2 separate regions of the Rattus norvegicus genome follow, and region 2 is linked to region 1. A link is a contact called in public Hi-C data. All regions are on one chromosome and are shown on one strand. Each heading gives the region's core, a stretch centred on a gene start, on an enhancer-like site or on the middle of the called end of the contact. The rest is flanking DNA. Distances are from core to core; before and after follow the strand shown. Region 1 overlaps Yap1 (Yes1 associated transcriptional regulator). Region 2 holds the start of Yap1 (Yes1 associated transcriptional regulator).

The links. A called contact is a pair of places that touch in the nucleus more often than the background predicts.
Region 2: a contact with region 1 is called in a Hi-C map of psoas muscle, with 2.4 times the contacts expected there. The contact joins the promoter of Yap1 here to the enhancer-like site in region 1. A contact is called at or near these places in 5 of 12 Hi-C or Micro-C datasets (the A7r5 cell line, kidney, liver and 1 more).

The regions. Positions count from the first base shown.
Region 1 is chr8:13,389,422-13,395,239 of GRCr8, forward strand. All of the region lies in intron 5 of Yap1 (Yes1 associated transcriptional regulator), which reads right to left. Among named protein-coding and RNA genes, the nearest start is that of Yap1, 59 kb to the right of the region's middle. Within about 2 kb of position 2,655, at least 23 of the 93 cell types and tissues checked have an H3K27ac peak or open chromatin away from gene starts, as enhancers often do.
Region 2 is chr8:13,449,218-13,455,035 of GRCr8, forward strand. Yap1 (Yes1 associated transcriptional regulator) reads right to left here and starts at 2,220. Exons shown (of 8, transcript NM_001394329.1): 1 at 1,732-2,220. The coding sequence starts at 2,007.

The DNA.
Region 1 (5,818 bases), core at 1,405-3,904:
GGCATCAAAAGGAAAGGTGGGTTATTTGGTGGGGGAGACCAACAAAGAGAGATCAAGAGGATGCTGTGTGGGGTACATATGAGGAAAGCACACTATGATAAACATGTATGAAATACTATATAACCCATTGTTTCTTATATTAAACTTCCCATCCAGACCAGACTATCCTTAAACTCACTCTGTAGATGAGGCTAGCCTCAGACTCAAGACCTGCTTCTGCCTCCCAAGGGCTGGGATTAAAGGTGTGCACCACCGCCTGGCTAATATGTCATTACTGTGCACCCCTGCACTTTCTCAGGACTGTGTTTTCCCTGTGTGGCTCCAGGAAACCAGTTCTTGGATGACCTCATCTCCCATTTAACCCTTCACACTCCGGGCCCTTCCTGCTCTAGCCTTTTCTGGTTTCCTTTGTCCTCTCTCTACAAGCCCATGACTTATTGATAGGCCCTATACCTTTCTAGGTGGTGTGTGTATGTGTTAAGTCTGCCTGCGTATTCTTTACTGGGTCATGCCTGCGTCCACTGCTTCCCCATCTCAACAAGAACACTGAGACTCTCAGGCCCAGTCTTAGATCCTCTGGCTGTTTCTGCTCAAAGGCCAACACTCTGCAGTGGTTCCTGTGATAACCCAGTTCTGTCAGACAGAATTCCCTTGCTGACTACATCACCCTGAAAGGTGAGAAGTGACTCTAGTGGTGGAGCATCCCCACAGCTTCTCAAACTTCGCTCTCCCATGCGTGGCTTCTTGCTAAGACAGTGTTTTTTCTATTATTTAGGGCTCAAGGAAGGCAATGTTTTTCCTATCTAACTCCAATGATCCCAGCTGCATTTTTGAGATTGGATTTTGCAGGCCACGTCTTTAAACCCCAAGCACATAGCAGGCTGTGGAGCATCCTGCATTAACCTATGTCCTGAAAGGACAGAGTCAAGAGGCTGTTTTATTGAATAAAATGGTAGCAACCCTGAATAATCAATCCATAGCATCCTGAAACTGAACACGCCCAGGACTGTACGGAGTGCTACCGATATGCTACGGAGAGCTACCGATATGCTACGGAGACATGCTAGGAAGGGGCTGCCTCCACCCATATCCTAGCACCTCAGATGCATTTTATCAAAGAGACCCATTTTGGTCTATCTGGTTTTTAATTGTGTTCAGTCAACGGTACATGGCCATAGCTAACAGTTAATAGAAATAACTGTAGTGTGGTGAATTTTCATAGTATTTTAACAATCTTTTATCTTGGCTCTTTTGAAGATTGTGCTTTTCCAAGATCACTGCATGCATTAAAACTAATAGCAGCCCCTTGTTGGTTGTGATGAACACTTTTAATTCAGCAGAGGCAGAGGCAGAGGCAGGCAGGCAAATCTGTGAGTTCCAGGACAGCCATGGCTACGCAGAGAAACTGTCTCAAGGCCTCTGTTTCTGCTCTTTGAATTCTGTTGCTCTTCTGCTTTTACTGGTTTTTCTTTTTAATTTACTTATTTTTATTGCACATGCACTGGTATAAGTTTGAGGGTGAGGACCCTCTAGAACTGAGGTTATAGACAACTGTGCTCTACCACATGGATGCTGGAAAATCCAGGTTCTGTCAGTGCAGCCCGTGTTCCTAACTGCTAAGCATGCACTTCCTGACCCACTGCCACCTCAGTCTCTCCCACTGGCAGACGATGCAGATCTCGAAGTCTAGACTTACCAAGAAAGGCAACCTGGGATGTGAAGGCAGCTAGTTGTTCATTCCTAGTCACCCAAGGAGCCTCCAAGAAGGCCCTGAGCCATGATCAAAATCCAGCTACCCGTCCTTGAGAGGATCAGTAAAAAAAGGTGACAGGGTGACAGTACTCTGCGCTACAAGGCTGGCAACAATTTGAAGGAAACCAGAACCACAAAGACATCTGTCGTGGACACACAGATAAGCAGCTATACTCAAGGCAAGATCACTCATGTCCTCAGAAAGGAAGACACTGTGCTTCCTGTCATTCCCTTAACACAACTTAAAGTTTTGTGTGAATAAACAAACATGGTGTGTACCCTTTTATCTAGAGTACACAATCCCACACCCCTACATAGACCCAAGCCAGGTGCCGTGACGGTGCACACCTGTAATTCCGGCACCTGGAAGGTTTAGGGGAAGGAGGTCCAGTCTTAAAGCCAGCCTGGGCTACAAGAGCCAGGTTTCAACAGAGGCAGGAAACTCAAGTTCATTCTGGAAAACAGGCAAACCCATCTTCCTCATGAAGCACCACAGAAATCTAGATCAGGCTGGGACCACTGACTTTACTCACAAGGCAGGACTCTAAACATGTCCCAGATTAGCTGAGATTTACAGGCTCACTGGGAAAAACTACTGCATATTTGAATTATTACAGAAGAGAATGCACTAAAAATACTTGATTTAGAAAAAGTCAAATACTCTAGTAGCAGAACTATTTGATCTCTGACACAGGGCAGAAGACTGACCTGGCTCTGGCCAAACTTCTTCTGACTTGCTTACTTCCCCATTTTGTAAGACTTTCAAACTTTTCCAACTACCTTTGGGAAAAGAGAAGTTGGACCATCTTGTATTTTTAGCTCAGTCGTCTAATTTTAGGCACTGTGTTCAAGATGAAATAACCCCAAGCTCCTTGGAGACAGAGCAACTTGCAACATCCAGTGCTTTGGGTGAAGTCACTCCTGTAGGCTGTCCAACCATGTCCCCAGGCTGAAGTTGTACAGCTGCTCCACACTGACCCAGTTACAGGACAATGGCTGTGTCTCTGTACTGAGGCGGCTAATGCTGCGCCACGGAGGCTATAGCCCCAGCAACACTGGTTCCCATAGGACAGCGTACAGAGGATCTTTTGAAAAAGCCAGCTCTGATTTCACGTTCATTCTCCTTCAGCATCTGACGAGGTGCAGCACAGAGTAGGATGCACCTCCAATCTTCCGTTCACGTCTGAGAGCTGCCTAAAGCCTTCTCAGAGGCGCTGACAACATGTAAAACGCTTTGTTTACTAAGTGTGCCTGTCACATGCCATTTACCTAAAGTGCTTTCAACTCCACAAGGTTGTTTACTGAAAGCACACAGATTAGAGACAGGAAACCCTGTAGCACCTTGGCTCCAAGAAGTAACCTCTGACACAGGACAGAGGGTGCAGGTAATGGCGCTCCCTGCATGCAGGTTGATTTATATAGGAAGAGAAGTTGTTTTTAGATTCAATTAATGCCCAAGATGTGATTAAGAAAGAGGGGAGTGGGGAGGAAGCCAGGTGTGCTCCAGCCTGTAATCAGTAGTGGGGGACTGAGGCAGAATTCTAGTTCAAGGCCAAGCTGGACCACAGAAAACAAGACCCCCCCCCCCCCACAAAAGGAAGTCAGGGAGACTACTTTACGCAAAAACTCAAAAACAAAGTGATCCACCCCCCTCCATCATTCACGTGTTAAACATTCATTTCAACTGATTACCACTCTAGCTTTTGACAGTTTCTTGAAGCTGACAACAGGTTTAACTTTACTGAATCCTATTTGCTGCATATGAAAATACTAAGGGTAGTCAACTGCGGGTGCAGCCAAGTCAGTCTGTACTGTCTTTGGCAGTACTGAGATATGCTGCAAAGCATGTGCCTTTGGATACTGCATGGCACACAGGCATGGGCAAGTTGGCAACCACCTGCTTAAGGAGGGTCACCTTTGTGAGCTAGAAATCTAATGTAGGAAATGAAAAGTTAACTCCAAAAATGCATATTCTTACAAATGGTCTGCCTCGGCTGCAGCAATGTAAACCAACAATCCTGAAGACAGCAGAAGCTGCCATTGCTCAAGGTCAGAGTCTTAGCCAGGTGTGGAGGTGCAGTTTATGACCCACGTTCAAGGCTAGCCTGTTCTACACAGTGAGTTCAAGACCAACCCTGCTTCAAAACCAAACCAAGACAGACCGGGTCTTATCAGTCTCCTTTCCAGCTCATCTCTGAGTCCTAGAGTTCTTCATTACTTCCGAAATAAACACACCAAGTTGGGCTGTTTCTGAAAGATTTCTAGAGTTTGGTCTTTTGTAACCTGAGACTTGAAAACCAAACAAGAAAAAACTAGAAAGCTCTTTATGGCATCACTTCCTCAAGAGGCAATTATAGTTAATAAAACATATCGTTAGTAAGACAGAGCAGTAAGCTGTTAGCTGTCTCACTGTGTAGCTCTGGATGGCTTGGAACTCACTATGTAGACCAGGCTGGCCCTGAACTTACTGAAATTCAAGGCAAACCAGTTAAATAAATCTTAGGATTTATGAGAAATTAGGGCTTCCAAGAGAAAAGAGATTTGAAAAAAGTGTTAAAAGAACTGTAAATTATGATTTCTGGTATCTGTTAACTTTGAGTAGGGGAAGCCAAATTCTTTGCTACTACCAAATTCACAAGAAAGAAATGTCTCTGGCAATTGTTTTTAATAGCCTTTTTCCTATCAAGTGTTAATGTGTAGCTAGTCAAATTCTCTAACACTATTACTCACTGAGCTGTGCCAGGAACAGGGAGACCTGTCTAACACAGCCACAGAACACTGACACTGTCATTGCTATGAAGACTGAAACTGACTTTTGACCACCTAAATCTGAGTGAGATGAGACATTTATGTGATTGTCTTACCTCGAGTATTTCAGCTATTCTGATGAGGACAGTCCTGGGTGAGACCTGGCCTTAGAGCAAACAGAAAGCCCTAACTGGTAGGATCTCACCAATGAAGAACTGCTTACCAAATATTGAGGAGTTACTGACCTCGAAGCATGACCCAGGGAGCCTTTCAGGCAGAAAGACCCCAGACACTCAGAACCCCATTTTCAGCAAAGAAAAGGGGTAATGTGTACCCGGAAGGAGAGTCATTTCCTCCAAGTGTGACAGAGCTGGAGTGTGCAGGGTGGCCTTGTGAGGGACCTGCACACACCACAGGCGGTGGTGCTCACAATCAGAGCAGACGTGTTTACACAGCTACGGCTTCCTTTGGATTGTAGAAATGCAAATGTAAGCTCTACGTAAGGACAATTTCTCTGAATCCTATAAACACACTGTAAGAAATTATGGTGACACGTTCCATATTTAGTTATGAAATCTAAAAATGCTTTGAAAGGTCTTCCTTCTGTCGACATGATCCACACTACAAGCCTGAGGTTTTCACAAACCCATGGGGACACAAGTACACACAGGTTATGGAATCCCAGAATACAGATATGATTTGTTAGCCTCATTAAAAGTGCTAAAAATAGTTTTGACTGTAGTTATTTAAAAGTGCTGGCAGTGCTTGTACACACGTGTATGTAATCCAGTAACTCAGAGAGAGCTTGGAGCCTGCTAGTAGGTGTTCAAGCCCAGCCTGGTTTAAGTAGCAAGTTCCAAGACAGCTAGAGCTACACAGCCAACACCCTGTCTAAGACCAATGCACGCTCTGGAGTCTGGAGCCGCTAACAGCCTCATCCACGGCTATGAACAAGACCCACATACATCATCACTGTGAGACTCATCTTTCTATTGGAGAAGTGAAAAAGCAAGCCCTTCCCATGTCCACTCAGACTGTTGAGCTCTGTGTGGCTGACTTGATTTCTCTAGTGCCTTATGGGAAGCCCTCTCACCATCTTCCCTCCTGGTGTGATGCTATAATCCCAGAACTTGGGAGTCAGAGGCAAGTGGAGTTCTAGGGCTACCCAGAGAAACCCTGATAAACACTCTGCCCCAGCCCTGAACCAAATCCTTCCTGACAGGGTGGCACAGTGCTTTGGCAAGGTGAGTGATCTGAAGCAGAGGATGACAGAGGAAGCCCTCGTAAGCCATGTCTCTTTCTGACGCTCTCCTGCCTG
Region 2 (5,818 bases), core at 970-3,469, 59 kb after region 1:
TATCAGGAATGAACTTGTCTGTAAAGTAGTTTTTCCAAGCCAGAGGGGATATAAGAATTCTCAGGCAGGAGCCTATAGATGATTATTTACAAACTCAGATACATACTATTCATAATCTAATCCTTTTATTGGAACTAGGATTATCAAAACATTTGTTTTTCTAAATTAATTTTGATAAGAAGACTGAAGGGCCTCAGCAGTCATTTAAAGCCCCATAGCAAAAACCCCTGTTTTTGAGTTTCTAGGTAAGATTAAATTTTAGGAAATCATTAGCACATAGAAAAGGTGAATTTCTCTGAAAACGATAGAGAGAAGGCAAAAGTACCCACGAACGACCCAGTGGAACTAGGTACTGCATACTTTCCCGGGTACATTCCTTCTGACTGCTAAGTGCTACAAAATGGAGCGTTCAGTCTGGATATTCCTTCAAAGTTTCCCCGACCGTTTCTCAATTGCATGCCAACATACATTAGTTCAGTGAGTACAGAATCCCACTTGGGGGAGGGAGCAATGAATAGTATCTAGGTCTACTGTTGTTACAAATTAAGAGTTTATTTAGACTAGCAGCTACATAACTTTTCCTTCCTCCGTAAGTAGACTTTTTGTAGGAGGTTAATCGAGATTTTCGTGGCTCCAACAACCCGGTTCTACAGCAGGCCTGCCTAGGAGGGGGGCTGGAGTGGGGGCGGAAACTCTTCTTTCCACTCAAGTTACAGCCCGAGTGGGCTAACAACATGGCAGTGTTTGGAAAACCAATTAAGTTTTGGGCAAAGATCCTATACTGGTTTAGCCTAAAGCAAGTTCTTTAAAAATTAAGTAATTAAAAAGAGAAAGCGGGGAGGGGGGGGTTCGGGAGGGGAAAAAGACACTGAAGAAAAATCTACCAGGACCTATCGGAATGTTAATACTTTGAAACGGTTTCACTTCTGTGTTGGATCCAGTTGGGAAAATAACCAGGCGTCGTGGATGTGGATAAGCAGCCATGTTCACATCCGCAGTCAGTTAAAGAGCAATGGCGAGCCTGGAATTAGTCATTGCTTCCCAAACATTACCTTTAATCACAGTTGAGCCAGGCAGAACTCGGCCTATGAGTCAACCTGCAACGCGCTATCAAAGGCCAGCGCAGAAACCTCTGCACCGTGAGCGCGCCGAGCTCCTGCGCAACGCACAGACGTGGCTCATTTAAAAGCTTTCGGGCCGAACAGTAAATAATAGGTTACGATTGGGAAAGGGACACGTGAGCCCACCGAGTGTGAAAGGATCCCGCCCGCGCGAGTTCCAGGGTACCGCAGAGGCGAGCGGAGGACGAGGGAGCTCGGCCAACTCTCGGGATCGCCGGGGCAGGGGAGACCGAACCCTGCACCCGGACCGCGCCTGGGCCGCGAGAGCAGAAAAGCTTTCGGGAGAGGGAGGGGGAGGGGACGAGAAGGAACCAGAAACTCAATGGACCGGTTCAACCCCCACCCCTCACCGACACGGGAAAACAAGAGGGTAGTTAACGCGGCTCCACGGGACACTCCAGTGGAGCGGGAAGGGGAGACCGTGTACCCCAGGCCTGGAGTCCTGCACGGGACGCCGGGCCCCCTCCCCCCACCTCCCCTCCCCCATGGTCGGAGCGAAGGTGCGGAGCGGAGGCGCGCGCATTGTGCTGCCCCCGCGGCCGCCAACTCCGCGAAAACAACCCCCAGCCCAGCACCCCCACGCGGCCCCGGGCCCCCGCGTTGTCCTTACCTGTCGCGAGTGGGACTTGGGCTCAGGCGGCTTGAAGAAGGAGTCGGGCAGCTTGCGAAGCCTCATGGGCACGGTCTGTGGCACGTTGGCCGTCTTGGGGTTCATGACGGCGTTGAAAAGCGCTTCCAGGTCGGTCTCCGAGTCCCCGCGGACGTGCACGACCTGGTGACCCGCCGGGGGTGCGGGCGGGGCCGCGGGGGTCCCGGCCGGAGACACCGACGGCGGCGCGGGGCCTTGCGGGGCCGGCTGGGGCGGCGGCTGTTGCGCGGGCTCCATGGCTGCGGCCTCGTTCGACGCTCGGGGCGCTGCGCTCAGGTTCGGGGGGCTGCGTCGCGCGCCCGCATCGCCCTGCACTCCTTGCCCGAGGCCCCCTCCCCTCCCCTTCGTGAGCTCCTTCCTTCCTCCCTTTCTTTGCCCCGGGCCGCGGCGGCGTCCCAACTGAGACAGAAACTTCGGCTCTAGACGCCCAAACTAAAAAGTTGCGAGGAGCGCCCGCCCGCGCGCCTCGCGGGCTCCGCCTCCTCGTCGCTCTTCCTTCCTCTGCGCGCCCGCCCGCACCGAATCCGCGGGCCCCGGGAAACTTTCCCTGCGCGTCGTTACATTCCTGCAGACTCCCTGCCGCACGTGACCCGGAGGCGACCGCGCTGCGTGCGCACCCACCGGCCGGCCCGGAGCGGCGCGTCTGCGGGCGCAGACCCTGCCGGACCGGCGCGCAACGCCAAGGCCGCCAGAAATCCCGACAGCCCGCTGGGCAGGCTGGATGCAAAGGCGACGCTGTTCGCCTGCACTGATTTTAATCCGGTCCGCGTTTTAACATTGATTCCATTTACCACAAGTTGGAAGAAGAAACAACAAAACACTTGAGGGCGGGTGTAAATGATTACATAGTGAAGCTTGGAACCAGGAGTTGACTCAGAGTATCTAACAAAAAGAAGCATAGTATTACTTTTTTAAAAAGTTTTGTTTTAAGCAGGTTTAGCCCTGTAGCCAAGGATATCCTCCAACTCCGGACAATCTTCGTGCCACAACTTCCCGACTACTAGGATTCCCAAGTGAGGGCCTCTGCTAGCCCGGTTTTTGTAAATTCGTTCTCTTTCCTTTTCTATTCTTTCTTTTTTCTTTTCCTTTTCTTTCTCTTTCTTCCTTTCCTTCCTTCTTTCCTTCCTTTCTTCTTTCTAATTATATTGATTGAGTGAGCACACTTGCACAGGTGAAGGTCAGAGGGCAATTTTTGGGATCTGTTTTCTTCCTGACTGTGGGTCCCAGAAATCGAACTCAGGTACCCTGAGCCATCTCACTTGGAGCACTGACTGTCTTTCAACTCACTACATAACTGAGGCTGGCTTTAAATTTCCGCTCCCCCTACCTCAGCCTATAAAGGGATAGGATTACAAATGTGGGCAGCCTTGCTCAGCAAACCATTTTTTTAAGTGAAAAATCATGCCAATTTTTTAACATCAAGACTTGATATTTCACTGGGAACATCAACTCCAAACAAAAGTCACTGTTGAACTTGAAGGAGCATGTTGGTTTTCCTTCTTGTGCTTGGTACAAGGTTAGACAATGTGAAGAGAACAGGACACGAACCTCAATGGAGAGCACCTTAACCCCGTTCTCTGTGTGTCAGTCTTCTATCAGAAGCCTATTTGGAATAAAAAATGATAAAAATCTGTGTTTTTTAAGTTAATTATTGATATTGGGTGTTTTGCCTGACTATATATGTCTTTGCCTAGGTCTCACAGCGGCCGAAAGAGGGTGTTAGATTCTGTGGAATTGGAGTACAACTGGTTGTGAGAAGCTATGTAGTTGCAGGGATTCGAACCTGGATCCTCTTAGGAACCAGTACTTTTCGTGACTGGCCATCTCTTCAGTCCCTTGTTGAAGTCATGAGGTACAGAACAAAAAATAGTTTCATTGAAATATAACTCACATAACTATAGTTTTCCACTTAAGCAGTTTGGTGCTTTTTGAGTATATTTCCAGAGTTGTGCAACACTGATTTTAAACACAGAAATTTCTTCTCCAGAAATCTGGTTTCTTGTGTTAATGATTTTGTCTGCAGTGTGAGTGAAACAGGTATAAATAGGATTAAGCAAAGAAAGGACCCTTGAGCAAAAAGATAATCTCTTTCTCTAGTCCAGACATGCCCGGAAGAATTCTAAGCAGCAGTCTTTTGCTTGTGTGGTAGAGCGGAGTGATCTAGCTTCAGACAGGTAAGGTTTGAATCAACTATTCCGTAGCCTGTTTCCTGTCCTAGAGAGGAAGAAGGGTAAATGTACCCTAGGACTGACCCCACAATTAGTTCACACCCCACCAAGTGCCAAGGCATTTAGCCACAGTCTTGTAGGCTCTGGACCTTCTGAGTTTAGAGTTCAGGACCTCATTCCCCACACAGGAGCTGTGTGATAGTGAACAAACTACTTCCTGCTTTTTAATTTTGTAATTACGTCCACCTCATGTCTCTTATGTTGTTGAGACATTAAATGAGTCAACAGATATGAAGTCCTTGGCCCAGTGTGTGGCAAAAGGCGAGGTCTTGGTAGTCAGCCATTGCCATTGCCCTGTGTTTGCAGATTACTTCATGGGTAGTGGCCAAGCCTGTGGGATCACAGCTCTTTTTGAATCCTGACAGCACTCCCTCTTTCTCAAAGCCAAAAGTTAAGCCACAAGCAAAACCTTTGGACAAAATATCTGCAGTAAAAGTTGGAGTGGCAGACAGTGCTGGTGCATGCCTTTAATAGTGCACTCAGGAGACAGAGGCAGGCAGATCTCTGTGTAGGCGTGTGGGGTTGGGGTGAACTCAAGCCAGACTTGGTGATGCATTCCTTTAATCCAGGACTGGAGAGGCAGAGGCAGGTGATCTCTTGAGATCAGGTCGATCTACTCCACGACCTACTCGACAAGGTGAATGTCAAGCCAGCTGGGCTAGCTACACAGACTCTTGGTGTTTTTTTTTAAAGGTTGAACTGAAATTATACCTAAAGATGGTAGGCAGGTAGGCGAATTGCCAAACTTGTAGGCTGGGGTGAGCTACATAGGATGCCGTCTCAGGTAGGCACGGTGGCACGGCGGGAAGCAGAGGGTCAAAAGCTTAAGGCCAGTTATTGACACCGTAAGTTTAAAAGGAACTAGGGCTATTCCTGTCTCGTAATAGCAAAACGTACACCTGAAAGGAAACTTTTAGAAGAAAAGTGACTAAGCAAGGGTTGCAATGGAAGCTGTCCTCTAACTATAGCTTTACTACCATGGACACTGGAATTAATGCGCTTATGTGCTTTAGTGAATAAAGTTTCACCAGCCTTTAAAGAACACACTTGCTGTGATAACTGGATCAACACTGTGTCCCTTACCATTTGTCTTAGTTAGGGTTTCTTTGCTGTAAAGGGACACCATAACCAAAGCAACTCTTATAAAGGACAACATTTAATTGGGGCTGCCTTACAGGTTCAGTCCATTACCGTGGCAGGAAGCAAGGCAGCATCCAGGGAGGCATGATGTAGGAGGAGCTGAAAGTTCTATATCTTTATCCAAAGGAAGCCAGGAGCAGACATAGGCTGATAGGAGGAGGGTCTAAGGCCCACCTCCACAGTGACACACTTCCTCCAACAAGGTCACACCTACCTCATAATGCCAAGCATATTCAAACCACTACACCATTGTTTCTCACACTTCAGTCAGAAATGAGTAAGAGATGAGGACAAATGGGTATTCAGTCTTTTGTCTTCTTGCTTGACCACCCCTTTTTGAGTTCTTATGTTCCCTTGAGGCTGAAAGGTAGCTTATCTTTGTATGTGGTTTCCTGAGATAAGATGGTCTTGAACTCACAATCTTCCTGCCTCAGCCTCCTGTTTACTGCTTAGAGTATGCACCACCATGCCCCACTTGGGAGGCATCTTCACAATAGACCCTGCACTGGGGGCTGGAGGCATGATGCAGGGGTTAAAAGCATTGGGTACTCTTCCAGGGGCCCAGCATATATCTACATAGCAGCTCACAACTCCTGTAACTTCAGTTCCAAGAGAACTAACACCATCTTCAGTCACTAGGTAGGCACATGGTACACAGATATAGATTCAGGCAAAACATT